4 separate regions of the Mus musculus genome follow, and all the other regions are linked to region 2. A link is a contact called in public Hi-C and HiChIP or PLAC-seq data. All regions are on one chromosome and are shown on one strand. The core of a region is the stretch at or near the end of the contact, and the rest is flanking DNA. Distances in the headings are between cores, read along the strand shown. Region 1 has its middle 190 kb from the start of Isl1. Region 2 holds the start of Isl1 (ISL1 transcription factor, LIM/homeodomain). Region 3 has its middle 220 kb from the start of Isl1. Region 4 has its middle 220 kb from the start of Isl1.

Region 1 (6,118 bases), core at 240-2,739, 190 kb before region 2:
AGGTACTCCACACCATGTCAGTTAGAAAATAACATGGATCACACACTATCTGGACACTTTAGGTTTGCAGAGATGCGACCCAGGACACAGGCTGCCTGAATTGATTCTATACTGCTTGAGTGTGATGCAAGGTGGACCTAAAGCCATCGTCTATAATTTTGCTAGTATATGATTAAGGAGTTCTATAAGGTCAGACTTTTATAAATCAATACATAAAAAATATTTGCTCCATATTTGGGCACATACATGTGAATCAATATTTAGTTACTCGCTATGATCTACCATGGCAAGTGTTTTAAGTGATTAGAATGTACCTCTTACAGGATAGGTTTTTGACAATTATCACTCTTCAAACTCTCCAACACTGTGATCAGAGTATTTATCCCTCTTTATGGTAATCCATTCTAAGTGTCATGATTAGATTTCCATGCTAGTTTTCCTTGTTCCTAGGTGTCTTAAACAATATAGGGCTTCATTACATTCTCTAAGGATGCTGGATTGTGGCCACACTAGCAATTGACTATCAGGTTCTTTCGTTTACTCTACCTCCTTAGTGTTTTATTTGACAGCTATTAAATTTGTAATTTCCAGGCAACTTCCCAAAAACAAATGGTAGAAAGCAGTAGACACTGCTCTGCTTACAATCCAGAAAACCTCGTGTGTTCACAAGTGTTCACAGTAGACCCACAGAAGCGCCCATGCTTCTGTGAGTGCTTCTAGCTATGGTACTCAACATTCTGTAGCTTGCCCACATGTATAATATTTAGAAAAAATTGCAGCAACAGAACATCTGTTTAAAAAGAAAATCAAACAGTATTAAAACACAGTAGGTAGATCGTGGAAAGAATATTCAAAAGGAGAAGTTTCAAATAGCAATTTTATCTCATATGTAAAATGTAAAACTCTAAACAGAAAATGTCCACATGTTTTTTATATTAAGACTCATTGGCTCTCCTTATTAATACCTGCCTCATAAGCTCTGAGAGTACCCTTTCTAACATAGGAAAAGTGCTATCTGTATGCTTGGGGAAAACTACAAAGAGGCAATAAATTATTGCTGTAATGACATGCTAATTAAAATTTTGCTTGTAACTCATGTAAGTGTTTGAAGCCCAGCAAATTTCTCTTTTCATTTGTGGAGTGTGAAGGTAAATTGCCCAGTGACAGTGGGACATCGCTAACAAGTACAAATTGAATAACATGCTATCTTGCTCTATTAGCCCTGACTAGCATGTCTGAATTAGATATTCAGCACACTCCCCATTGTAGGGCTGATTGATAAATGCTAAGGAGAATTTGTCAAAACAACAGGGGCTACACCCAGTGGGACATCAATATGCTCCATTTAGTCACCCCCGTAGCACTTCCTACATAGGATTGTCACATAAAATTAAGACTAGCCGCTAACCAGCCATCAAGCTTGTAGCAGACGTCAGGCAGCCTGTGTTCTGTATGCATATTAGTCACATGCTTAACAATTTGGGCTGTCAGGACAGAAGCATGCAGTGACCTCCAGAGCAGAGGTTGAATCTTCCAACTACACTGAAGCATCACGCTCAGCTGTTCAAGATTTTAGGCCATTTCCTGCCAGATCTGGGCACAGATGCAGTGCCCTAAGCTATAATCTGTGGCAGCATCCAAATGACAAATGGCACCAGGAAGATTATTGCATTATATATTAAGTACCACAAGTCTGTAAATTATAAGTAAACTACTGTTCAGACTGTCTCCTCCAGCTTTCAAGAGACTTTCCCTCTCCATTCTTTTAAAAAATAAACCTAATAAATATTGGGTGAAGCAGAGATCAAAGCCCAGAGTTTGAATTAGACATCTCCATTGCTAATTAGCTGCTTGAATATCAAACAGTTTTGGGCCAGCTGTAATTTAATAAGCCATGATTGAGGTTCGCCTGATTTTACTTCCCCCATTGAAAATTCTTCTCAGGTGCAAGTTTGTATGATTTCTAGGATTCTTGGTGATAGTTTGTTCTTGGTATTTCCTTTGTCAACATAATTAGCCATAAACACAGAGTAAAAAATAATTTAAAAATATTTCTATATCTGACATATGCTTTATTTAGAGTCATCTCCTTCCATCGCATTATGACAAATAACTTTATGTATGAGGTCATCTGCTCATGGAATAAAGCCTTCAGAAGATATAATGTTGCCATTAGTTTGAAATAAAGTGTGTTCCCTACATTACCTCTTTTCATGATATTGGGTTCTACTGTATATTGAGCAACTGAAAAAGTGGCCATTTGCCAATTTGATCATACCATGAGATATAAAAAGTAGGATCATATTTGAAAATAAATTATTTAAGTTTCCTGGATATGACAAATGTGTTCTTTGCATGTATCAAAGAGAGTATATCAAATAATTTCTTACTTTGAAAACCATGTATACCTAGAAAATATACTGTGACTTCAACTCATAAACAACTAACTTTAGACTACTTATGGTGTGGAGCTCGTGGTTTTATTCTGAGGTTAAAAGTAGAATTATTCAAAACACATGAGGTATATATGTTTATAGTGCTTTTACAGAATTCAATCTTTAAAAATACAATCTTGATATAAACAAAAACAAAACCACTGTTGAGTGGCACAATACTTCTTTCCCTAAAACCAAAATGCCAACATTTAATCAACTACTACTACTTTATATTTTCCATTTAAAATAACATCCTGAAAATGTAGCATTATCTTTTCACATATTCTAGATTCCTTCTATACAAGAGTTTAATTTTTTTAAGGGTTTTGATAACTGTGGGTACGATAGTTTATGTTATAAATTTAAACACTGGATTCCTTTCAGAAAATACTGATATTTCCATGAAAATGAATTACTTTGTTTAATATGTAGAATGGTGAATTTCATGGAAATACTTAATTTTAAAATTGTTGATCTCGATATATTGATTAGCTTATGCTGAACTATAAAGCTGAATGCTACATGCAGAGACCGTAAAACACAACTGTCCAACCACTGCAGTGATAACCGCAGCAGCACAAGAGACCACTCAGTGTGGGACATTACTCCCAAGGCACAGTGGTGAAAGAATGTAGTTCAGTACTTCCTCTGACTGATGGCTTCCCCTAAGCAGATACAAACTTTTTCTCTTCAAGCATTTTCTTTAAATTTAAAACTATCCTGGTGAGATGGGCCTAAAGCATCAGTCCTGCACTCAAGAAATGGGTATCTAAATTCATTCAAAGTTTTTAACTTGAACTTTTAAGTTAAGATGAATTATACAAATCCCCCTTTCTGGGTTTACCTTCCACCAGTCCTAGCAGTTTGAACAAAGGACAGCAGGGTCCTTTTGCCTGAGGCAACAGTCTGCTCACAGAGAGTGTAGCAGCTGAATTGCTCCCCATTCACATTCTAAACCCTCTCTCCTAATTGTCATCGGTATCATCAGAGTCACTTTCTGAGACCACAGCCACAATTCTACAGCCCCTTTGGAGCAATATTGCCTTGGCTTTTCCTCCTGGGGAGAGCTTCTTGCCTGGTGCAATCTGTGGAGCCACTTAGCACAGGCTCTTTGCTGACCGATAACAGGTACCAGATGATGCATCCAGACCTCCAGCCTATTTTTATTCTCTTATGGCTGGCGTGCCTGACACTGGTGTGTGTGTGCACAGATGTCAGATATAGATGATGCTTCTGCTGCTGTTTTCATGAAAGAGCTTCAGGTTGGTGGCGGGGGGTGGGGGGAAGTAATGTTGCTTTTTTTAGTAATATATGGTCTTTAAAGTATCTAGCTCACAATCACACCAAGTACATTAATATTTCCTGTTTCACTATGTTGTATGATGCTTGGGAAAGTTTATGAGACTGCCTACTTATCCCACCAACATTTTATTGTTTTCCTCACAATGTAGAACAATATATATATATCCCACTTATAAGTTCTATAAACAAAGAAGGGACTACTACCATGTTAGTATTTTATACAGTAGAAATTCCTAATAATAACATTGCTCTTCTGGTATCAAAGCATACTTTCCTTTCCCATAAATGTGTATGAATGTTTCCTTGGAAGGATAAAATTTGTACTAAAATGTTGACCAACAAGCAAAGATGTATAAACGCAACTTGAAATTTGTTCTATATATATTGTAAGAGTTGTAATAAATTATGTATTATATATTTAACATTTCACGTAATATACATAACTCACAACTTGTCTTCTCTTGAAACAAGTACGCTTGCTTTTATAAAGTAGATTTGGATCTAAGCATGTGTATGTTTTCAGTAATTGAAGTTCTATGATTGCAGTTTTTTGTTCGTATCGTCCTCTCTTAAGTTCCTTTATTAATGAATCTCCTCCCTTCCCCTATGCAGTCTTTAAATGATGTCTCCCACTTTTGTGCAACGTCTAACAAAGTTTTCTCATTCACTGTGAGACTATCACAAACACTGCTCTAACAGGTTAATACATACTTGAGTGAATAAGTGAGCTAACCAGTGAATGAATAGATATAGAAATTATTGGAAAATTATTAACACATAACAGGAATCAAAGCTGGAATGAATAGCGACAATCATTCATTAGTTAGGATACCATATAACCTCCAGGAGTCTTCAGCATTTTTACAAGTGGTCCTCAACTTTGGATCCCACCAATTTCAGGAGAACTTTCTGATATAGTTATGGCATCTGAACCATAGAATGAAACAAGAACATTCATGCACTTCAGGAGGGAGTCTGATAACATTTCCCGCTTATACTGGGAACTGATACTTCAGCTACATAATCTCTTAAGAAATACATTTGGTAAAGTATTTTTTACTCTCAAAATATTTTTAAAAAATGGCATTTTTTTCTTTTTTTTGGCCAGACAAATATAGTGAAAAGGATTTCTACTATTTGTAAGGAATACAGTAATACTTTCTTGCCTCTCTTTGGAAGGAACGTGGAGAAAACCAACATTTCTCTTCTCTGCTTCCATGATGATTTGCTGAACAGATTGGATTACAGCAATGCTTCTGCCGAAGGCTTCCCCCTGAGGACCACCCAAGAGATTTCCTTACTGCAAATGGCATAAGCTGTGACTTTAGTGTGTTTTTGCCTAAAGCATACAGTTCCTATAAAATATAAGGCAGCTCAGTCTCACAGCTCAAATATCATGAAATAAATCATTTGACATGATTTCAAAAGCTTTCTCAACAGTGTTGAGTAAGAGGCTTTTGCCTTTTAATCAACTGAGCCTGATGTCAGTGGAATCCGTGGCTGTGGCTGCTGGCAGTTTTCACTCTCTCCGGTGCCTTTCTGTGGCTGATCATAGTCACTATGCTTGCCTTCCTATTTAAGCAAAAGAAAGCAACTACAAAAAATCCACAAAAATAAACCACACAACTAAAAACTGCCAGTTTGTCTCATTGCATTTTCCAAGGACTTCTCTAAGATGAAGAATCAGGATTTTAACTCGCTACTATGATAATACATATTACCTACAAGTTTTGTCTTATAACTAGGAATTTCAGAAATTTATCTATACGCTCTTTTAGATGTTTTGTAAAGTTAAAAGTAATGTACTTTTCCCCTAAATTGGTGGCATTCTTTTATTAGTGTACTTAAGATGTGTGTGTGTGTGTGTGTGTGTGTGTGTGTGTTGCAGATCTGGAATAGAAACCTAGGCCCTCCTGAATTAGTGTCATCTCCTCAGAACTGATGGTTTATGATTTTGCCTTCATAATGTATATACTTTTTTCAATAATAATTATTTTAGCTTGAAGAAACTTTATGTTTCTTTATGTGAAACTTTGGCTTTTAATGAAAATACTTTAAAACTGTTAAAAATGTTTTCAGTCTCCTTCTACTGAGAGGGAAGGTAAATGTTTTACATACATGCATACATACACTGATTTTTCTATGGGAAACAGTAGTGAATAAAATGACTAAGAACTACTAATTTTCCAACGCATAGCCCAATTACATGATTCAATTACAAAATGTAGTTGAAACTGGAAACCCTATCATTTGAAATTGGAATTCACATCATGTTTGCACATTGATCAAAGCAACAAAAGAACTATCCCAAGCTCACTTCGCCTTGTGGGTTTCGTTGACTGTAACTGAACCAAAATTCTTCTCTATAATATCAATTTCAA
Region 2 (6,572 bases), core at 3,030-5,529:
ACCCAGCTCCTCACAACATTCAGCTTGGGCTCCTCAGTCTCAGGACTGATCTGAGGTTTGCGGCTTCGTCGCTGCCGGGAATGTGCAATTCTATCCCGGCTGAGAGCCGAGCAGCAGACCGCACAAGATCACTGCCTTTGGAGCCGGCCGGCCGGCAAAGATTCCGGAGAAAGGAATGCTGATGACAGAAACAACCACCTGAACTCAGAAATGCAGGCTCGGAGCCTCTGCCGGGAGACGAAAGTTCTGGCTAATTCACTGGGATTGTTTTAGTAATTGGCACTCAACACAACTATATTCTCAGTAGGAGTCCTAGGCGATAAGATGGGAATCACAGCGAAGGTTTGTTATTGTTAACAGCTACCTTTATTAGCGGTGTTGCTTCTTTTTCTTAGCAAAATATTAAAAAAGGGACGAATAAAGGGATAATAATTTCCGACATGATCTCTCTGTGGGGATCTCTCTCTCTCTCTCTCTCTCTCTCTCTCTCTCTCTCTCTCTCTCTCTCTCTCTCTCTCCCTCCCTCCCTCCCTGTGAAATCAGAGAAGTCTCTCCCCAGATCCCCAACAAGCCACAGGCAACTGGAAGAGAAATAAATTAGCTCTAAGCATCTCCATCCAGCTCCCCATGGAACGTAAGTGCTAATCCTGACTCCCTTTAAGAGCATGTTGTTTTGTCTGATCTTTGGACATGATTAAAGATGCCAATGGTTCAGAGACTGTTCAGAAAAAAGTAGGAAAGAGTACACATGCATTCTTTGTCCTCTTCAGAGCTGAATGAACACCTCCGTGTTTCATTCCGACCCCTAAATTATGTGTTTATGAAGGTGAAGGGAATATATCCTTTGTTACACTTTTCCATCTGAATAGATTGCTCATTAAAAGTGGAAGCCTAGTTGTTCTACTAGTTCGAACCAAATTCTGGTTCCTGGGAGTAAATAAGTGAACGTAGTCACTGCTTAAGGAAAAAAAAAATGACCAAAGAAAGCCTCCCTTTTGTGCTCAATATTATTTATGTGGAAAAGCATAGCTTTTCTCATTATACAGATTTTTCAAAGAAACACTTAGGATTCTCTTTTATCTGCCAGACATTAGAGAATAAGTAAGTTCTGAGTATGAATTTACTTTCCAATGGCAGCTAAAACATACTACAATTTCTTTTCTTTTCTTTTTTTTTTTCTTTTTGGAAAATGGTGTGGTTTCATGATGTTCAGGGATCTGTGTCTGACTTTAAATATAATGTGGAATGTTTCCGTCTTAATTAAACAGAAATAAGAAAGCAGGAGCAGATAAACAGAACGGTCTTAAATGGACCAGCAGGGAGCTCAGGAGGAACAAACATGCGCCAGGAACTGTGCTCCAAGTCATGTAAGCAAATACTACAGACTCAAGAGAAACTTACTAAGTAAGCTTAGCGGGTATCTCTATGGTACAAAGACACTGGAATCTTATATAGGTGAGGGAGGATGAAGAAACAGTTTATGCATTTCATTCATTACTTCATTTTCAAAATGAAGGCGCTCAAACTACAGATTCGCACCCCTGCTGTTTTGAAGGACAGATATTTGACCTAGCAGCATACAAAGGTCACAAGAAGTCCAATTTTGACAGGAGAGTGTCTAATCCCTCATTGAACACAAGAGGTCGCCCCTGTAATCAAATGCTCAGGGGGAAAAATATTGCTAATCACTTTTATGTAATCAGTTTTATGTATTCTATAAAAAACACTGACAACTTTACAGATACGCTTGATGTGTTAAATACACACATAGCAATCAACTAGGGGAGGAGGAGAAAAAAAATCTGTGGTCATATGAGAATCTCTGGGTAAAGGGAAACATTGTGGCCAGCAGCAGGAACTTCGATTTCTATGCAAATTGTATAATCACAAACACACAGATCTTCAGAGCACTTTCATCACCCGATCCTACTATTACTGAGTTCCCTCCAGCGTCTTCCACTGAGTGGAGTAGCTTTTGCATGGATCCTGGCTTTTATCAGTCTAAGAACCAGGGGAATGAATGCCTGTTTACAATAGTGCCCTGAACTAAAAAAAGGAAAACGTGTCGTGAATGCTGTGGAAGACCTGCTCACATTGAAAGTTTGTTCCCAAACTGTACGCTAGATTTTCTACTTGGAATTGCTATGACCAACGACCCTTTGTAATAATGTGTTGTTTGAATTAAAACATTACTAATTGTTTTGGTGAATGCCTGTATATGTTTGGAAGGGTGAAGAGTGAGGGTCCTTTGTGGGTCTCAAGTCACTAGACTGATGCTTCTTTTAGATGCCACATTATAAACATAGCGTGAAGAAATAGAATTGGTTCAGATCCCCTATTTATCTTTGTTGTTGTTTGTTGTTGTTTTTAAATCATGGTCAACCTGGCTGTATAGAAGGGTAGCATGCCCTTGTACGGAGGGAACTGCTTCTCTGGGCTTGGCAAAAGCAGCTTGACAAAAGATACCACACATAGGATGTCAGAGAGCAGAAACCGGGGTTGAAAGGAAAAAACACAACCAACCGGTAAAGTTAACCGGAGTCTACACAACTTTCCATCCTGCTCACGGACTTCAAAATAATTTATAATTAAAAAAAAAAAAAGAACAGGAAGGGAAGAGATTCCCATCTGCCTTCTTAAAGAAAACAGCAAAACAAGAAAGGGGGGAAAAACCCACTCCTGCTTCTTAACCTCTTTTCTCTCTGTGTGTACTCTGAAAAGTCACAGGCTTTCTAACTCGGCCACTGCGGCCTAGGTGGGGTTCACAGGTTTTATCATGGTTTAGATCTGGTGGAAGAAACACAAAAAGGAGTTCCCTAACCTCTGGCTCTTCTAAGAGGAAAACAAAACAAAACAAAACAAACAAACAAAAAAAAAAACAAGCTGAACCCTTCTACGATTCTGTTTGTAGCCTCTCTCTCTCTCTCTCTCTCTCTCTCTCTCTCTCTCTCTCTCTCTCTCTCTCTCTGATCAAAGTCCCTCTAGAAGCTCCGGCAGAAGTGTGGGAATTCTGTGTGTCCCCTAATAACTGCCTCTGAAAGACTGTAGATTTTGGGGAATCAGGAAAGAAATTATTGGCAAAAGTTACCGGTGAGATGCAGCCAACATCTCCTCCAGATGGCTTCCCCAGAGGAAACAAATTAGAAAGCTAACCTCAGGGGAGGGAAGTAGGCGCCCCACTCTTCTTTTGCAACAGACCCTCCCTGCTCACGCCTTCATACTAAAAGATTTAAAAGTCTCTAGAGAATATTGTAAAGTTGCGCTTATAATTACCAAGCCGTTTAAGGGCCCAGTGCACCTTTGCCTTAAAAAAGAGTGGACAACAGATCCATAGACAGACATGGACAACCCCACCCCACCCCCGTAAACTTTAGGGTCCTGCACTCTGACTCTAGATTAGAACACTTTCATGCTAGACTTAAAATTGAACAGGAGACCTCACGGGTCGGGAGGAAAGGAACCAACCTCGGAGTTAATTCGTTTTACCTTTTCGTTTGACCTTTGCGTTTCCAACCCGATTGTCCGCTAGGGAGACAAGCTCCCCTTTCCTCCCACCCCAAGTCTTTGGAGAGCTCAGATTGGGGAGTAACAGGGTCAACACGGTAGCAAGAAAAAGAAAAAAAGAAAGAAAAGAAAGAAAGAAAGAAAAAAAAGAACACAAAAACGAAGTCATAAAAAAACCCATTTCTTTTGGGTCTAACCGTCCTACTCCGGGTTTGTCCCCTAACGCGTAGCGCGCTGCTAGCTCCAGCAGATGCGCCCTTCCCGCAGGCAGCGAAATTGGCCAGCCCTGGGCTGTGCGCGCCAGCACGGGAGTCAGTGAAGGAAAGCGGCCCGTTCCAAGTGCCCCCCTTTTCCTGGAGCCCGGTAGGGACCCGCTTCACAGGAAGGACCTACCCACCAGCTACTCGCCACGGGCGGCAGAAAAGGGAGCCCCGAGCTCAGCGCAGCCCAAGGTCCGCGGGGAGCCCGCGGCGCTGGAACCCCAGGACACGACGCGGCGCGTCCGGGAAGGCGCGGGGAGGGGGTGGTGGACAAGGAGGCGGCGGCCGGGGACCCGGGCCACCCGGCGCCCAAGGAGCGACGTGGCCTCGGGAGGCTTAATCCTCTCCTGCGGGCTCGCCGAGCGGGCAGTGGCGCGCGGAGGCGCCGGGGCTGAAATATGATAATCAGAACAGCTGCGCCGCGCGCCCCGCAGCCAATGGGCGCGGCGCTCGCCTGACGTCCCCGCGCGCTGCGTCAGACCAATGGCGATGGAGCTGAGTTGGAGCTGAGAAGTTTGAGTAAGAGATAAGGAAGAGAGGTGCCCCGAGCCGTGCGAGTCCGCCGCTGCTGCTGCGCCTCCGCTCTGCCAACTCCGCCGGCTTAAATCGGACTCCCAGATCTGCGAGGGCGCGGCGCAGCCGGGCAGCTGTTTCCCCCAGTTTTGGCAACCCCGGGGGCCACTATTTGCCACCTAGCCACAGCACCAGCATCCTCTCTGTGGGCTATTCACCAATTGTCCAACCACCATTTCACTGTGGACATTACTCCCTCTTACAGATATGGGAGACATGGGCGATCCACCAAAAAGTAAGAAGCGGTTTAACCTTGTGGGGCTTGGTGTGCTGTTGTGGTGTGGGGGGGTCTCTCTCAGGCACCGATGACAGGGCTCTTTGGATTTGTAGTCACTGCCTGGAGAGACAGAAGAGAAGGTGGTCCTTTTGTTGTTGTTGTTGCTGCTGCTGTTGTGTGTGTGTGTGTGTGTGTGTGTGTGTGTGTGTGTGTGTGTGTGTGTGTGTGTGTTTTCTTCTTGTCACGCTTGCAGCTTGCATGTTTGGTGTGAATTCCGATCTTTGAGAAACTGATCATACCTTGTGTTTGAATGCTCTGTGCCCTCCCAAACTCTAGCCGCCTGCCCGGTGCTTAGCGGTGATTTCCTCCTCCGGATTCCGGAGCTCTTGGAGAAGTTATTATGTAGCAAAGGTCTGCCTGCACAAACCACACCGGCAGATATGAATTAGCATTAGACTTGCAAAAGAGAGCGAGTGACAACTGTATTGATGTCTACTCTTCTAACAATATCCATTCCCGCGTGCTATTGAAGAACGTGCTTCACGGAAAATATAGACATCCCAGCGTTGCTTTAACGCTTCTAGTCAAAACCTTTTCTTTGACATGACTTATCCATAATCTTGCCTAATGATTATAGCAAAGAGGGAGGAGGGAGAAAACACAAAATGAGCGGGTTTGATTGCGTGCTAAGCTTACAATGTAGACTATTCAAATCTGCGTTTTACATATATTCCACCTCCCTTTTTAAAAAAGCGAGTCAAGGTTTTGATGGCACACTCCAATTACCATCCCAAAGTGCAATACTCTTTAAGGGAAGAACAAGAAAAAAAAAAAAAGGGAAAGAAAAAAATTCTTCCAGAATACACCCTATAAGAGAACGACACTAAAAGTGTGTTTATCTCTGTAGGAAGTAAACGGTTAGTCAATCATGCATTTATTTTCATTTCAGAAAAACGTCTGATTTCCCTGTGTGTTGGTTGCGGCAATCAAATTCACGACCAGTATATTCTGAGGGTTTCTCCGGATTTGGAGTGGCATGCAGCATGTTTGAAATGTGCGGAGTGTAATCAGTATTTGGACGAAAGCTGTACGTGCTTTGTTAGGGATGGGAAAACCTACTGTAAAAGAGATTATATCAGGTATGCCATTTTTACAGGGTTATTTTCTGAGATTTCTTGGCTCTCCTTGTTTATTATTTGATGTGCCTTTGTTTTGTTTTGTTGTTTTTAGAGGGAGGGAGAACGTTTACTTTAGAGTGCCCAGTGTACAAGAAATGTTTTTAAAATTAAACTGTTGTTCATTTCATATCTTTGGGGGGTGGGGTGTCGCTGTGTTTCATAAATTTTTGTTGATAAGGTTTGTTAATGACTCTTTGAATTTTTCATACAAAAGATTATTTCCCTCTTTAAACTTCCCTAAGGACAACAACAAAATTAAGGCAAATAAGTTTAGGGTTTCAAACTTTAAAAATTCTATTTTCACTGTATAGTTTATCATCTTATTTATTTTTCTCCTGTTTTATCAATGACTTACATTATTTTGGGGGCTCCAAATAAACAGACAAAAGTTTCACCAAAGGATTTTTGAAGAACAAGTACAAACATTGCTCCCTTTACTTTTGGGGTGACTCTTCCTTTGATAAAAAATTTTAAAACCAAAATAAAATATTCCTTAACGCCCCCCCCCCAAAAAAAACCACCGGAAATTTAATCTTTTTAAATATTAACCCTTTGGTGATATCTAACTGCCTTTTCTTTCTTATCTTATCTGGGCTGATGAATTAGACAGAGCAGATCAAATTGCCCATCATCTGTCTGCGAACAATTGGTATATTTAGGTAATTGAACAGCTTCCTTTCTCACATTAAAATCTAGTAACTGATAAAATGAGGGAATCAGCTGACGGACAAGACCAAAACCAGGGAGGAGGATCTGAGCTGGCTTTTGTTGCACTTTTTTTTTTTTCCTAATTTCAAGTTTCTCTGACCTACCAGTTTATATCAGAAACTTGACTTTCTA
Region 3 (6,764 bases), core at 684-3,183, 220 kb after region 2:
TGAATATATTCTGTGCTCAAAATCTAGAGAAAGAATATTGAGATTATATTAAAATACAAGTGAGTAATGATTTGCGAACTCTTGAATAAGTTAAGGACAGAATGTGAGGCAGTGTTGCCACTATTGTAACAGGAACAATGGCTTTGTATTGCTATTTAACATATTTAGTGATGTAATACTGAGATGTACATCTGACATCAAATGTCATGATGCCATTCATCATTATACATTCAGTAGATAATACTGAGTATATAATATTCTGTTCTGATATGAAAACTTAAACAGGATCTTGGGTTGTGATTCATATGAATACAAGGATACTAAAAAATAATGCCATCTAAAAACAGAATAAGGTATATTGTAGCTGTGCAGCTCATGTAAGGGGCAGATAAAACCAATTCTACAGTGCATTCATCAAGAAATGTCATTTTTAAAGAAAGCCATCTTCAATGGTGAAGTAAGTGGTATAGTCTTCAGGTGAAATCCCAGAGGTATGGGGGATTCTCGACTTTGAAATGTGCCCCCACCCAATCAGGCCAACCACTGCGGTCATATAACCTCTTCCCCATCCCCTCAATTATGAAAAAAAAATTAATGGACTAGACTGAGGTTTCCGAGCAAATGTATCATGACTTTACTTAAAGGAAAACAGAAAAATCTAACTGTGCTCAGGCAGTTGTCTTGTTTGATGTCATCTCTTTTGTAATCTAAATTATCTTTTTAGTTAATTATTTGTCTTAAGGATCAGTTCTAAGAGAGCCAAAGCACGGTCCTATTTAGTGCACTTATCTTGAACTTTTGTTAAGAAAATTCACAGCCCAGGTCAGCAGTGAATCAGCATGGTGCACTTCCCTTTAGGTTTTCCAATAGGATTTTACCCTCTCCTGAATTGAAGACCCTGCCTTTCTGGTGGTCACATGGTTGGCTGTTAAAAACAACAACAACATCAACAACAAAAACAAACAAACAACCGAAGAAGAACAGTGCTTTTTAATAGATGTGGGAAGACTTTGTTACTTACATATCAAATAATTATCTTAGCTTAAACTACTGGTGTTTAGAAATCTATTTGTCTTGCAGATACTTGAAAATATTCTGTTCAAAGCAAGCTTGGCTCAGCTTACAAGAAAGCTTTCTTCATGCTCTTGCTAACAGTACGCGTATTTGTATTATTTTAAGAAATACACATATTTACATATTATTTGTTCATGTCTATTTATGTATATTTACTTGCATTATGTGTCATAATGCCCACCTGGAAAGAAGAGGACAACTTGTTGGAGTTATTTTTCCACCAATTCCTGGTGAGTCTGGCACTGCCCCAAGAGTGATTCTTGAGTTTGTACTTATTTTATTTTTCTCCTTAATAATGTGTGTGTGTGTTTTCTACAGTTAAATAACTCACTAAATAAACAGTGTAGGAAGATTCCCTTATGCCAGCATTTGGAATCAGCGATCAGAATCAGGCCTCACAGGATACTAACAGACAGGGACTTCCAGGTTTGAGGCTGCTGAGTAATAGATAAAACCTGTCACCTCTTTTTGTGGACCTGCATTGAGACACAGTTGCTCCTCCTTTTCAAAGTAATCAGTTATAACAAAGTATTGCTTCTATGTTTCATGCAAATAGGTTTAAAGTGTTGCTTAGACAATCTTATATTTAAGGAAAAAAAATACTTCCATCAAGAAATTGTACAAAAGAAAATGGACACACCAGCTGGATAAATCTATCATACGGAGGGGTGGAGGAGGCAGGCACTTTTAATTAGCTGAGTGAATGCAGTTTGCTGAACACAGAAAGCGCAGCCCCAGTGATATTAAAATGTGCCTAATTTTCTGTGAAAAAGTCCCATCTGAAAAGGCCTGACCACAGTCAATCATACTAAAAGCCACTGGTGCTTAATTTGATTTACCAATATAAAATGCAAATTAGGTTATTAAGTGGAGTGGCAGACAGAGTAGGGACCCTTTCAAACCATCAAGTTAAATGCAAGCAGACAGCAAACTGGCTGTGCAAAGAAAATTTTAGCATATTCGTTTGATTAGTGCTACAAAAATTTAATTAGGTTGGCTAATTACTTGACAAATTGCTCTACACTAGAGAAAAGGCAGAGGAGTATTTTTTTTTTTTTACCTTTTTCATTGCAAATATCCTGTGTGTATTTTAGCCCAAATGCTATCTGCCAATTTGCAAAAGCCTTATTAAATGAATAGAAGATGGTTTCCAACAATAGCAAATAGTATAATGCATTTAATTAGGCAAGACCCACACCACGGTACCCATGTGTCCATACTCTCTCCTGACTAAAAATATTTAACACAGTATTTATATGTGACTACTGTCAAAACAGATTATTAAAAAGCAGTCTATTGTTAAGGAAGAAAATAGTGTACATGATATAGAAAATAGATGTTTGTAAAACTACTACCTCCCAGAGGTATTTGCTTGTAATAATTAAATGAAGCCAAGGTGACATGCTGAGGTTTGTAGTCTCAGAATGGGCCAGCCAGCCAAAGTGTAGATGATTGAGGTCAGAGCTCAGAATCAGTTTTAAAAATGCTCATTTCAATTAACAGTTTGCTAACAGTTTGTAAAGCATAATTTGTTTTCTCCAAATGCTGCATGTTTGTCCTTGCTTATTTTCTTCTGTTTTTTCCTCACACTCGGCATGAGAGGAGGAGACTTCAGTTCAGTTTGGGAAAGGGAGGCACATGTGTGACCATAAGATAAACCTTTCATGTCAAAATTTTACAGAGTTTAGGATAGTTTGGAGAGGGCTGTTCTCCATCAAAGGGCAAATGTGAGTCTTAACAGAGAAAAATACACTCTTAAAACAGCTTCCAGGGGAAAATAGGGAGTCAATTTTTATAATCAGAGCACTCTTCATAATATTCTGATTTTTTCCCGATACTTCAGTAAGTTCTTAAAGTTTTGATTGTCCAAAGATCTGATGAACCTGTAAAAACTAAAGCACTATAATCTTATACTAGATAATCACCTAGTCTGTTCAGCTGAAGAAAGAGTCCTATTTTAGAAACAGACATTACAGTTTGTAATTAATGCTGTATGTAACCTGTAAGAAACAGTTGTGAACAGACATGTAGGCTGTCCACCTTGTGTGTGTGTGTGTGTGTGTGTGTGTGTGTGTTTTGTTTGTTTGGTTTTGGTTTTTCGAGACAGGGTTTCTCTGTCTAGCCCTGGCTGTGCTGGAACTCACTCTTTAGACTAGGCTGGCCTCGAACTCAGTAATCTGCCTGCCTCTGCCTCCCAAGTGCTGGGATTAAAAGCTTGCACCACCACCGCCTGGCCCACTATTTTTATAATTAGTCTTTTGTTAATGAAGTTTAAGAAACATATTTATTAGACATACATACACAAATACACAGGCTTATGAGTTTAAGAATCTTATCCTGATAGCCTTTTTCTGTTTTCAAGTCTTGCCACTTTTAGACTTTTGCTCACTTCTCAAACTTAGGAAAATTACGTGTAGTATTTTGACTATGCATACAATCTTGTTAATATGAAATAAAGTTCTAGAGAAAAGCTGTGGTCCTTGATCATGCTTTTGGACATACCATTATATTCACTCATTCTCAGGGTTCAGTCTCCTTAAGAATTGTTTCTACAAGACAGTGCTCAGAAGAACTAAGTGAACAGTGAAACAAACATTTCTTACTATAGAAATGTATACTATATCAACTACTGGATATCTTCTTTCTTCATTTATTTGATGATTATAATTAATTTATCATAATGTTATGTATTATAATTTGATAGGCTGATTGACATATTAGAAACAATCTATCAAAAATAATTTAAATGAATGAGTTTAAAATAGAAATATTATTAGCTTGCAAATATATTTTAAGGTTTTTTTAATATATTTTAAGTTTTTAAGAATGTGTTATCATTGCCAACTATCCTCAAATGAAACTGGGAGTAGATGAAGGGCATTGGATATGGCCTTAATACAATATATGAGTTTTCCAAAGAGTTGAAAACAACAACAGCAAAAAAATGACCTATAAAGCTAGATAGACTGCCTGAATTCAGATATGGTCTTTCTTAATTTCATGAAAATTTTTTATTATAGATTTATAATTTGTCTATGTAGATGACATATAATCATATGTTTATATACAATTCAAAAATGACTTTAGTATACAAATATATACAATTGAGATATAACCATTATGATTATAAGTTATATCTGTGCATTGTATAGTAGTATGATTTCAGTTACTTTCTGATTGATTATCAAGTAGTATTCATAAACTATTATCAATGAGGATCACTGTTATTTTTCAAAACAATTCAGTTTTTATCTTTTTCTCCATTCTTTGAGAATTTCATACAGTAAATTTTGATTATATTATTTTCCTTCTCCCAATTTTTCCTAGGTCTTATATCATTTAGGATTGATGCTCATGAAGTTTTTTTTTTTGGACTAATTGTTTATGAATAGTCAGATTCAAAGCTTACAAATGCCAGCATTTCATGTAAACAATGGTAACTTGGGAGTTTAAGACATTTGCTAACACCTCACTCTATAAACTTGGATAAACAGAATAGTATAATTTGCAGAATTGTACATGGAGAGAGTGTGTGTTTACAAAGGGAATGAGAGAGAGAGAGAGAAAGAGAGAGGAAGAGGAAGAGGAGGAGGAGGAGGAGAAGAGGAAGAAGAAGAAGAAGAAAAAGAGGAAGAGGAAGAGGAAGAGGAAGAGGAGGAGGAGGAGGAGGAAGAAGAGGAAGAAGAGGAAGAAGAGGAAGAAGAGGAGGAAGGAGAAGGAGAAGAGGAAGAAGGGGAAGAAGGAGAAGAAGAAGGTGAAGGAAGGAGAAGGAGAGGAAGTGTAGAGGGAGGAAGAAGAGGAAGAGGAGGAAGAAGAAGAAGAGGAAGAAGAAGAAGAGGAAGAAGGAGAAGAAAGAGGAGAAGAAGAAGGTGAAGGAAGGAGGAGAGGAAGAGTAGGGGAGGAATAAGAAGAGGAAGAAAAGAAAGAAGAAGAGGAAGAAGAAGAGGAAGAAGAAGAAAGAAGAAGAAGAAGAAGAAGAAGAAGAAGAAGAAGAAGAAGAAGAAGAAGAAGAAGAAGAAGAAGAAGAAGAAGAGAAGAAAGAAGAAGAAATTTACACAAGGCTTGGAAATGGCTTAATTGGCAATAGCACTTGTGTTGAAAGCAAACCTGGGTTCAAATCTTCAGTGTACTTATAAAAATCATGTATTGCAGAAATACAGGTCATTATCTTAATGTTGCAGGATGGATATAGATACATCTATGGACTTCACAGGCTGGCAATCATAGCCTAAAAGTTAAGTCTTAGGTTCACTAATATCCTCTGATAAAAACATAAAAAAGCCTCATTCATTCTTAGTGGGATTATAACCAGGACCAATTACTCTGGAAATCAATGTTTAGAATCCTCAAAAAGCTAAAAGTCAATCTACTATATGATCCAGTAATATCAATCCTTGGTATATGCCCAAATGGTTCAACATCTTATCCTCTGGATTATTCTTCTGCTATGTTCATTGCATCTCTATTTACAATAGCTATGGAATACAAACAACATAAATGGCCTTTAATGGGTGGGTAATGAAGATGTGGCCCCATTTTGCCAGATTCAATGCCCAATTAACATTCCCAAATGCTGCAACAGAACACCATCTGCAGCCTTCCTTCCTGACTTTTCATAATTCCTGTGGATTCTCAGTACATCTCCTCTTAAAAGTCCATCTATCTCCTCCCACTTGTTTTTTTAAAATTCCTGCTTACCCAGCAGACACTCCTGCCAGAAAACCAGGTAGGCTTCCATATGAAGGTAGGGGACATATGGTGGTGGGAAATATAGAAATAGCAAGGGAAATGAGGTTTGAGGGGAAAAATTAAAAAATGAAATAGTTGAGAAGGTGGTAAATAGAAGGAGAGAGGGAGAAAAGAAGATAAAATTACAGCAAGAATGTCTGAAAATTTGGTGAGAAATGTATTTAGTGAAAATTATTTACAATAACATATGTCTATGAAGAGACATATAGAGTTATGTTACAATTATTCAACCTATCCTGACAAGGCAGCATTGACCCTGAGAAACCCTCTTTAGAGTTCTTGCTCCTGGTTCTCTAAGAAACTCCCTAAATATAATAGGCTATTTGTATTGCTTTGAAGCCCTCCCAAAAATGCAAGGCAAATCCAGAATGCAGAGGATAACCAGGCTCTTTCAACACAGGACACAGGGACCTCTGAGCTTGAACTAATCTGAAAGTCCCCTCCATGAAGACTAGCCTTCATTCTATTCAGAGGAGTTATTCAATCTTCCAAAGGGAGCAAAATAAAGCAGTAGTCATTCTCAGCTATGGTCCCTATATATAATGACACAATAACCATAAGGGTGTGATTCTATCATAGATACCATGGTGATAACCAGCATCTTTCTCAATGGGCATAAGGTTCACTTAGTAACTGTATCATGCTGGTACTAAAAACCTAGCAGGAGTGGGTGGGTTGGGGAGCAGGGCAGGGGGAGGGTATAGGGGACTTTCGGGATAGCAATTGAAATGTAAATGAACAAAATATCTAAGTATATAAAAAATAAACCTAGTCAACTATCCAAGGCTAGTGAAGTCATGGATCTTGAAGAATCGCCTACAACTGCCACATTTCTAAACCAGCACAATCTGTAAACAAATTCCAAACATTTATCCCTGTACCTTCAGGGGAAATTTCATAGGTCCTCAACCATTGACAAAGAACTACAGACAAATAAGGGA
Region 4 (6,592 bases), core at 1,769-4,268, 220 kb before region 2:
TTCTCTTTAAAACACCACTATGCCTTAGTTTCTAATCATGATCAATGATATATTCTTTATTTTATACATGTGCAAGCATTTATGCAATATTTGATTTCTCTCCATCTTTATTGAGCAGACTGGGCAATGATGTATTCTTATTTCTTCCCTTGCAACACACTGCATAGTTAAAAAGGTACACATGGAACTCTTTAGCTATTTTAGAAGCTGTGACTTCAAATGAATAGAGCCTTAGACATTTCTTTTCATACATTTCTTATACAGAGAAAAAAGAGAAAGAGCTTTCCTTAAATTTTATACCATTTGCTCAGCAACAAGGGATCCCTGAGGCAGTGTTGGGTAATTTTCAGTGATCAACATTTTTTGTAACCGTTGTAACATGACTAGGCATTTTGCTCTTGCTTGCTTTTGACTTCATCATCACAGTATTTGTGCCACATGTTGACATTTTTATGAATATGCAAAATTGGCTGATAAATTAAAAGCCTCATGATGTTGGCTTATCATTTTTCTGTATCTCTAGTATTTATTCCATTTAGTTAGCTGTCATGTATTCATAACATCAAACCGAAATGGCCTTCCACCTTTGAAAACCTTCTCAGTTTTCAAGATTTTATTTTTATTTTTAATATAGTAGTTTCTTTATTCTTTTACAATTTTATAGATGCGTACAGTACATTCTGATCATCAAGCTATATTTTATTGTTCTTTATGAAGTTAAATCTGAACTGGATGTATAGCTCAACCTGGCTAGCCCAAATTGGTGCCCATTTTCTCCATGAATACACTCAATGAAGCCACTTAATTCCCTTAGAAATAACAAGCAAGTGTTGGCTATTATTTTGGGATCATCGAAATGAGTCTGGTTATAGGAAGAATAGGGTTTCTTCATAGTTGTGCCATAGCACCATATTAAGCTTGAAGCAAATGTCTTGTGTCTTACTTTCCTCAACCCACAGTGAGGATTGTTTGATTTAGCTCTGCATCCTCAGAGCCTGGAATCCAGTAAAATTTCAATAATACTTCTGTGAAAAAAGAGTAAGTCTAATTTTCTTATGCCCTTTTTGTAAATTTTGTAACACTATACAAGGCTTAAAAACCAGAAAATCTGAAAGGCAGTCACTTACAGCTTGATTTTCTACAAAGATGTTCACCTGAGAAAATATTCTGTATATATTTTTCAATATTTTTGAGGCAAAATAATGAACATTTTCTAATATAGTACATGTTATAGGCTAGTCATCTGTCCTTATAACTAGTCTGATTATGTGAACTTTTATCTTTATATAAAGAAAATCATTAGAATATAACATGTAGAAATACTTTCTTAGTTCCATACTGCTCTTCCTTGCTTTGCAATTAATGTGACATTGTATAAAGAACTGAGCTTGAATCTATGGCTTCTCAGCTGTCATTTAAAACTTATGCACCACACATTTTTCCACTGTTAAGCAGAGTTAATTATGTATCCTTTAAAGGAATATGGAGTGTAATATAATAATAATTATTATTATTATTATTATTATTATTATTATTTTATTATTATTAGTTTAATAGAGCCTTGCAATTCAACAACACTTAATGCTACAAAGTCCCTAGGAGAATCAGATTGAGGAACAACACAGTTTAGCAGAAAGAATATCAGTCATGCAGCCCTTCCAGAGTGTAGCTCCCTAAGTGATGGGAGTGAAAGCTGGATCCCAAGGACTTAAAAAAACAAAAACAAAAACCTATAGGCCATAAAAGCTGACTACTCCTAAAAACAGAGAAAAAAAAAAGGAGAGAAATTTGTGGTATCTGGAGGGGGCAGCAGAGTCAAGTGAATTTCTCAAATGAATCTGTAAGGAAAGCAGTGTGTGGGAGAGCTTGGGGGATGCCCCAAGTGTGAAGCAGAGGCTGAGAAACTGCAGACCCTTGCCTGATGGGTGTTAGACTTCGTAACAGCACTCTATCATTAGCAGAAACCTTTGATTTGGGATTTAACAAGTCCATATTAACTGAGAACTATTTTTGTTTTTCTGTTACTAAGAAAAGAACCAAATTCCTAAGAAACACGCCTAGTAGAAGGAAGAGCTTCTTGAAAGGAATGCCAAGGAATGGATGCTAACTTGTCAAGGGGCTGGCAGTTAACATCTGTGTTGTCATTGTATTTTGATCGTCCAGGAAGTCTGAGAAAAAGCTGGAATCTAGATTTAAAACAATTCATTGTATTTGACTCAAAATCATTCTTTTTTGACAAAAGATGGAGGAAAGTCAAGGATAAAATTATTTTGAAGAATTTGGTCCAACAAACACCCATAAGATGGTCCTCATGACAAGAGGGGATTCGTTATGCATACATATAATAAGCACACTGATTAATTCAAAATTTATTTTATTTTTAAAGAGTTTTATTTGTGTGTTTGCTCGTGTGCATTCAGGTACTGGAGGATGTCAGAAGAGGTTGTTACATCCCTTGGAGCTGGAGTTCCAAATATTGTGACCTACCCAAGATGTGTGCTAAGGAGAATACAGGTCCTCTGGAAGAGCAACAATTGCTCTTAACCAGTCCCAAATTGTTTTAGTTTAACTTTATGAATTTGATAAACATATAACTTACTTATTCAACTTACAATATATGAGGTTACACATATTACACATTCAAAACCTTTTGTGAACTTGGTAAAAAAAAAAAAAAAAAAACCAAACCTTGAAAATCTTTAATTTCAGAGGAAGAGATAAGTTCATGGTCAAGCATTTGACATCTGTGGCTTGAAGAACGACAGGAAAAGCAAGTCAAACAGAGGCGTAAACTCTCAGTGACTGAATCTCCCCACTAGCATGGGAAAGAACCAGAACCCTCACGGAACTGCCATTGCCCAGCCAGGAATCACCACGGAGCTTCCAGAGTTCTGAGGAAAACCTGAGGCTGGGGAAGAAGTTCACGAGCTAACGCCACGAAGGGGGAAAGCATCCTGTGAGAAACTTCAAACTGACATTTTATACCAATCTGGTGGGAGTCATTGTGATACAGAAACCACAAAAATGCACCCTGGAAATGAGTCAAGGAGAATCCACAGCCATCCAAATCGGCCAATGTAATTAGAGAGCTAGTCATTCGAATTTTTTCTGCCTCAGCCACAAGTGGATGAAATGATGCAATAAATCAGTAGCAATTTTAAATAAGTTAAAACAAGTAAACTTCTAAACATACAAAGACCAAAAATCTCTTAGTGTGGAAACACCACTGAAGGAACAATGGGGCTAAAAGGTAGACTGAGACGAATAGTATGTCTAGTACACACTCTGCAGGGAGCGGGGGATACACACAAGAGGAGGGAGGTTTTAAAGGGATAGGACACAAAACAGTATGGCAGGAATAAGAAAACTTCATCAGCACTTATGATAATTCAAGCATAATTTCTATGAAGAGAGGGGTGGGGCTTCTTAGCTCCAGTCTCCGGTTCACAGCCAAGGCAAAGCTCTGGAAACATTTGAAACAAGAAGACCAAAAAGTAACTGTCCACATTGTTCCACTAGATACTAACCAAAGACCAGAAGAGGATTTAAGAAGGCCATAGGGAAGATTTGTAAAGAAGAAGCCAGGTGACATCTTCCTAAATAATAGTGTTTTCTTATTAAAACCTAATAATTAATGTGCTTTAAAATATAATCACCATTGATATAAAAATACCCTTACATAATAGCAATAGCAATGCTAGAAGTGTATGTCTATGAAAACAGCCTGATTTTCAGAATAGTTCTGACCCTGAGTAGTGTGTTGCACCAAACCTCTTACTGAGCAATGGCAAAATATAAGAGAAGGAAGTAAAATACTTCTGAATAGGCAGAAAGACTGGAGCCATTTTTCTAAACAGAAAATCCCATAAACTATTACAAAAAACAAACACACACACACACACACACACACACACACACACACACCTTAAATCAAAAGCTCAATACCATTTTCTGAAAACAATATTGAAGGATAGGTACTGAGTATAGCCAAGATGATTCTATTCTACCAGTAATCATTTTATAGATATTCTATTACAGCAGTGTGACTGGGAAGCTGAGGGACATAGAAAGATTTCCAAAATAAACTAGAGTCCAAAACCACAGCAAAGAGTGATGAGAAATTTTACAACAAAGGGAGAGAATGATCACGCCATGAGAAGAAACAATGTTGGAGCAGTTGGTTTTCTGTATGGGAAGGAGTCAATCTTGTCTCCATAGAAACCTACATGAGGAAATAAACTCAGATGCTTCCAAATTATGGGAAAGAACTTTGAATCATTAGATGACACCAAAGAAGAAGACCTTCGTTTTGGAATTCCTTAAGAAATACACAACAGAATGGCTTGTATTTACTCCTATCAAAATAAAAATAACATCAGAAACAAAGCTTAGTTGTGGTTCCTATGCTGCAAATGGTGAGACCAAGTAACAACCGCAACAAAAATCACACTATGTGACAGGTCTCCTGTTGGAGGATTTTTATTATAGGAGAGAGGGCACAGAAGCAGCCTCTGGGAGAGAAAGGGAAGAAGAGAGTGGATGAAAGGAGAACATGACTTTTATTGGGGCTGTGCCACATGCGCAAGGAGATGTGCAACAGGGCGACTAACAGTGATGATGCGTCCTGTTGCCTGGTCCCTCAAAAGCTGAGTATAACGATGCCTGATTTTCACTTTCAGCTCTCTGTGAATGGGCCTGATTGCTAACAGTAAAGACATTTGCGAAGGCTATGGTGGAGATTCAGGAAAGAAAGCGAGAGAATCATGGAGAAGAAGAAAAGGAAGAGGGAGAGGAAGGGGAAAGAGGAGGAGGAACAACCAGGAGAAGAAAAGGAAAAACTAAAGTTGAAGTGTACATTGTTTGAGGTCAGTAGAAGTCACCTAAGATAGAAAAGTCTGAATGGCCAACTAGAAATAAAAGATGCAGAATCTCACTGAAACTAAAGGATGCTGATGAAACTGTGCTGAGATAACTTCACCGCCACCCTATTGCCAAATAAAAGAATTAAGCTCTACTAAATTAGCCCTTGTGAAGGTGCATAGCAATGGCAGCATGCAAGCTTTGCTGCGAGATGTATGTTGGTGCAACCACTCCAGAAAAGACTGGCAACGCCTACTGGTGGTGAATACATGGCACTTATGATCCAGGACTTAGATGCCCTGAAAGGTCCACAGCAGCACATCCTCGGGTGTATAGTCTGTAATAGAGAAACAAAATCGAGATCAATAATTTCCCACTGAGATCAATAGGAAAGTGGGTAAAAAGCTTATAGCGTGAGCAACAGTTGTAACCTCTGTGAGTGTGTCTTTGTGTGTGTAGTCACATATCATATCTACAGATGCATGCATACTTATGCATACACACATATATCTATGAAATTAAAAATATTGTCAGGCAACTTACTGCATGATACATACATGCATACATACATATATACCTATATAAGACAGCAGCAATATAAATTTTCTTTTAAGTTATTTGGTTTTGAAACCATTTCATTATTTGTCTCAGGGTAGTATATAATTCATAATATTCCTGCTTTAGCCTCTTGAATACTGGCATTAGTCATGAGCAACCAAGGTTGATATATGATATATATTATATACGTGTGTGTGCATGTACATGAGTGTGTTTCTGTGTGTAATTTAAAACAATTCATTACCAGTATATTCATGCACATAGTGCAGAATAGACTGACTTGGTGGCAGCATACCACTATCTTGTATCACTATCTTGTAATTATTTATGGTTATGACAAAAGTGCATAACAAACATGAAGAAAGGATTAAAGTGAATCTCCATTTCCTGATTTTTGATATGAAACATCACATAATGTACATATGTGTTAATATCCATGCCCTTCTGTATGTATCTTTCTTTTAAATCCGAGCTTAAAAGTACAAAGCATATGACATTTACTATTTTGTGGTATTTTCATATTAACTTCTGTATACATATTTCCTTCTTGGTGTTAAGTATCTGAAACCATGAGAGTGAATCAGCCTGCTGCTCTATGATAATCTGAGGCCAAAAGTCTAACAGAGGCATTAGAATCCTAAGGAGAAGGCCTGAAAAAACAAAGTATATCAAAAATGGTAATTTACCTGCCCCTTTCAAGAGGCAGCCAAAGGCAGTGTGGGGTCCCTGCTGTGCTGCTAGTTAACGTGCAGCTCCAGCTGGCTCTGGAGTGTTGCTTTGAGAACACAGAGGCAGGGGAGCAGCCAAGGTCTTCTGGGGAAAAGAGGCTGAGCAGAAGGTAGGGTGCAGAAGTGACTTCTCCTGGGGATGAGGGGCGGGGGAGGAGGGGTCGGCAAAGCAAAACAAACAGAGACCTGCAAAGCTGAGGATAGAAGACACACTTCCCACTTGAGGACGCCTGAGGCTGCTGAGGGTTTTTATTTAGATCAGTCTCTGTCTCTGCCTTCCTTGCTTTGTCCTCTGCTCTCAGGTCCCGCCTTTCCTCTTTCGCTCCCACCCCCCACCCCCCCTCTCGCCACCTCACACATCAAGAGAAGTTACAGGCCACTTTAAAGATCAATTCGGGAGACTACATTTCCTATTTTTATTTTGGAACTTTGAGGAGTTTTTCATG

Evidence for each region. A called contact is a pair of places that touch in the nucleus more often than the background predicts. HiChIP or PLAC-seq counts read pairs in DNA pulled down with a chosen protein or histone mark.
Region 1: an H3K4me3 HiChIP or PLAC-seq map of neural tube shows a contact between it and region 2, with 3 times the contacts expected there. The contact joins the enhancer-like site here to the promoter of Isl1 in region 2. A contact is called at or near these places in 1 of 39 promoter capture datasets (frontonasal cranial neural crest), 2 of 484 Hi-C or Micro-C datasets (the N1E-115 cell line and embryonic fibroblasts) and 2 of 115 datasets of contacts at active chromatin or transcription factors (embryonic forebrain and neural tube).
Region 3: a Hi-C map of the N1E-115 cell line shows a contact between it and region 2, with 8 times the contacts expected there. The contact joins the enhancer-like site here to the promoter of Isl1 in region 2. A contact is called at or near these places in 2 of 39 promoter capture datasets (liver and trophoblast stem cells), 1 of 484 Hi-C or Micro-C datasets (the N1E-115 cell line) and 1 of 115 datasets of contacts at active chromatin or transcription factors (embryonic forebrain).
Region 4: a Hi-C map of stem cell-derived cardiac mesoderm shows a contact between it and region 2, with 3 times the contacts expected there. The contact joins the enhancer-like site here to the promoter of Isl1 in region 2. A contact is called at or near these places in 5 of 39 promoter capture datasets (cranial neural crest, frontonasal cranial neural crest, hippocampal neurons and 2 more), 7 of 484 Hi-C or Micro-C datasets (adipose-derived mesenchymal stem cells, cortical neurons, embryonic stem cells and 3 more), 4 of 115 datasets of contacts at active chromatin or transcription factors (embryonic forebrain, embryonic midbrain, embryonic stem cells and 1 more) and 2 of 9 other capture datasets (adipose tissue and liver).

Annotation. Positions count from the first base shown.
Region 1 is chr13:116,493,117-116,499,234 of GRCm38.p6, reverse strand. No RefSeq gene overlaps it. Among named protein-coding and RNA genes, the nearest start is that of Isl1, 190 kb to the right of the region's middle. Within about 2 kb of position 1,489, at least 17 of the 459 cell types and tissues checked have an H3K27ac peak or open chromatin away from gene starts, as enhancers often do. A contact at or near this core is called in the N1E-115 cell line and neural tube, where this site is marked.
Region 2 is chr13:116,307,395-116,313,966 of GRCm38.p6, reverse strand. It overlaps Isl1 (ISL1 transcription factor, LIM/homeodomain), which reads left to right and starts at 4,279. Exons shown (of 6, transcript NM_021459.4): 1 at 4,279-4,572; 2 at 5,504-5,693. The coding sequence starts at 4,545. RefSeq lists promoters at 4,102-4,480, 1,765-4,482.
Region 3 is chr13:116,082,855-116,089,618 of GRCm38.p6, reverse strand. No RefSeq gene overlaps it. Among named protein-coding and RNA genes, the nearest start is that of Isl1, 220 kb to the left of the region's middle. RefSeq lists cis regulatory regions at 1,929-1,940, 2,022-2,034 and enhancers at 1,873-2,032, 1,555-2,191. Within about 2 kb of position 1,933, at least 9 of the 459 cell types and tissues checked have an H3K27ac peak or open chromatin away from gene starts, as enhancers often do. A contact at or near this core is called in the N1E-115 cell line, where this site is marked.
Region 4 is chr13:116,523,712-116,530,303 of GRCm38.p6, reverse strand. No RefSeq gene overlaps it. Among named protein-coding and RNA genes, the nearest start is that of Isl1, 220 kb to the right of the region's middle. Within about 2 kb of position 3,018, at least 18 of the 459 cell types and tissues checked have an H3K27ac peak or open chromatin away from gene starts, as enhancers often do. A contact at or near this core is called in adipose-derived mesenchymal stem cells and stem cell-derived cardiac mesoderm, where this site is marked.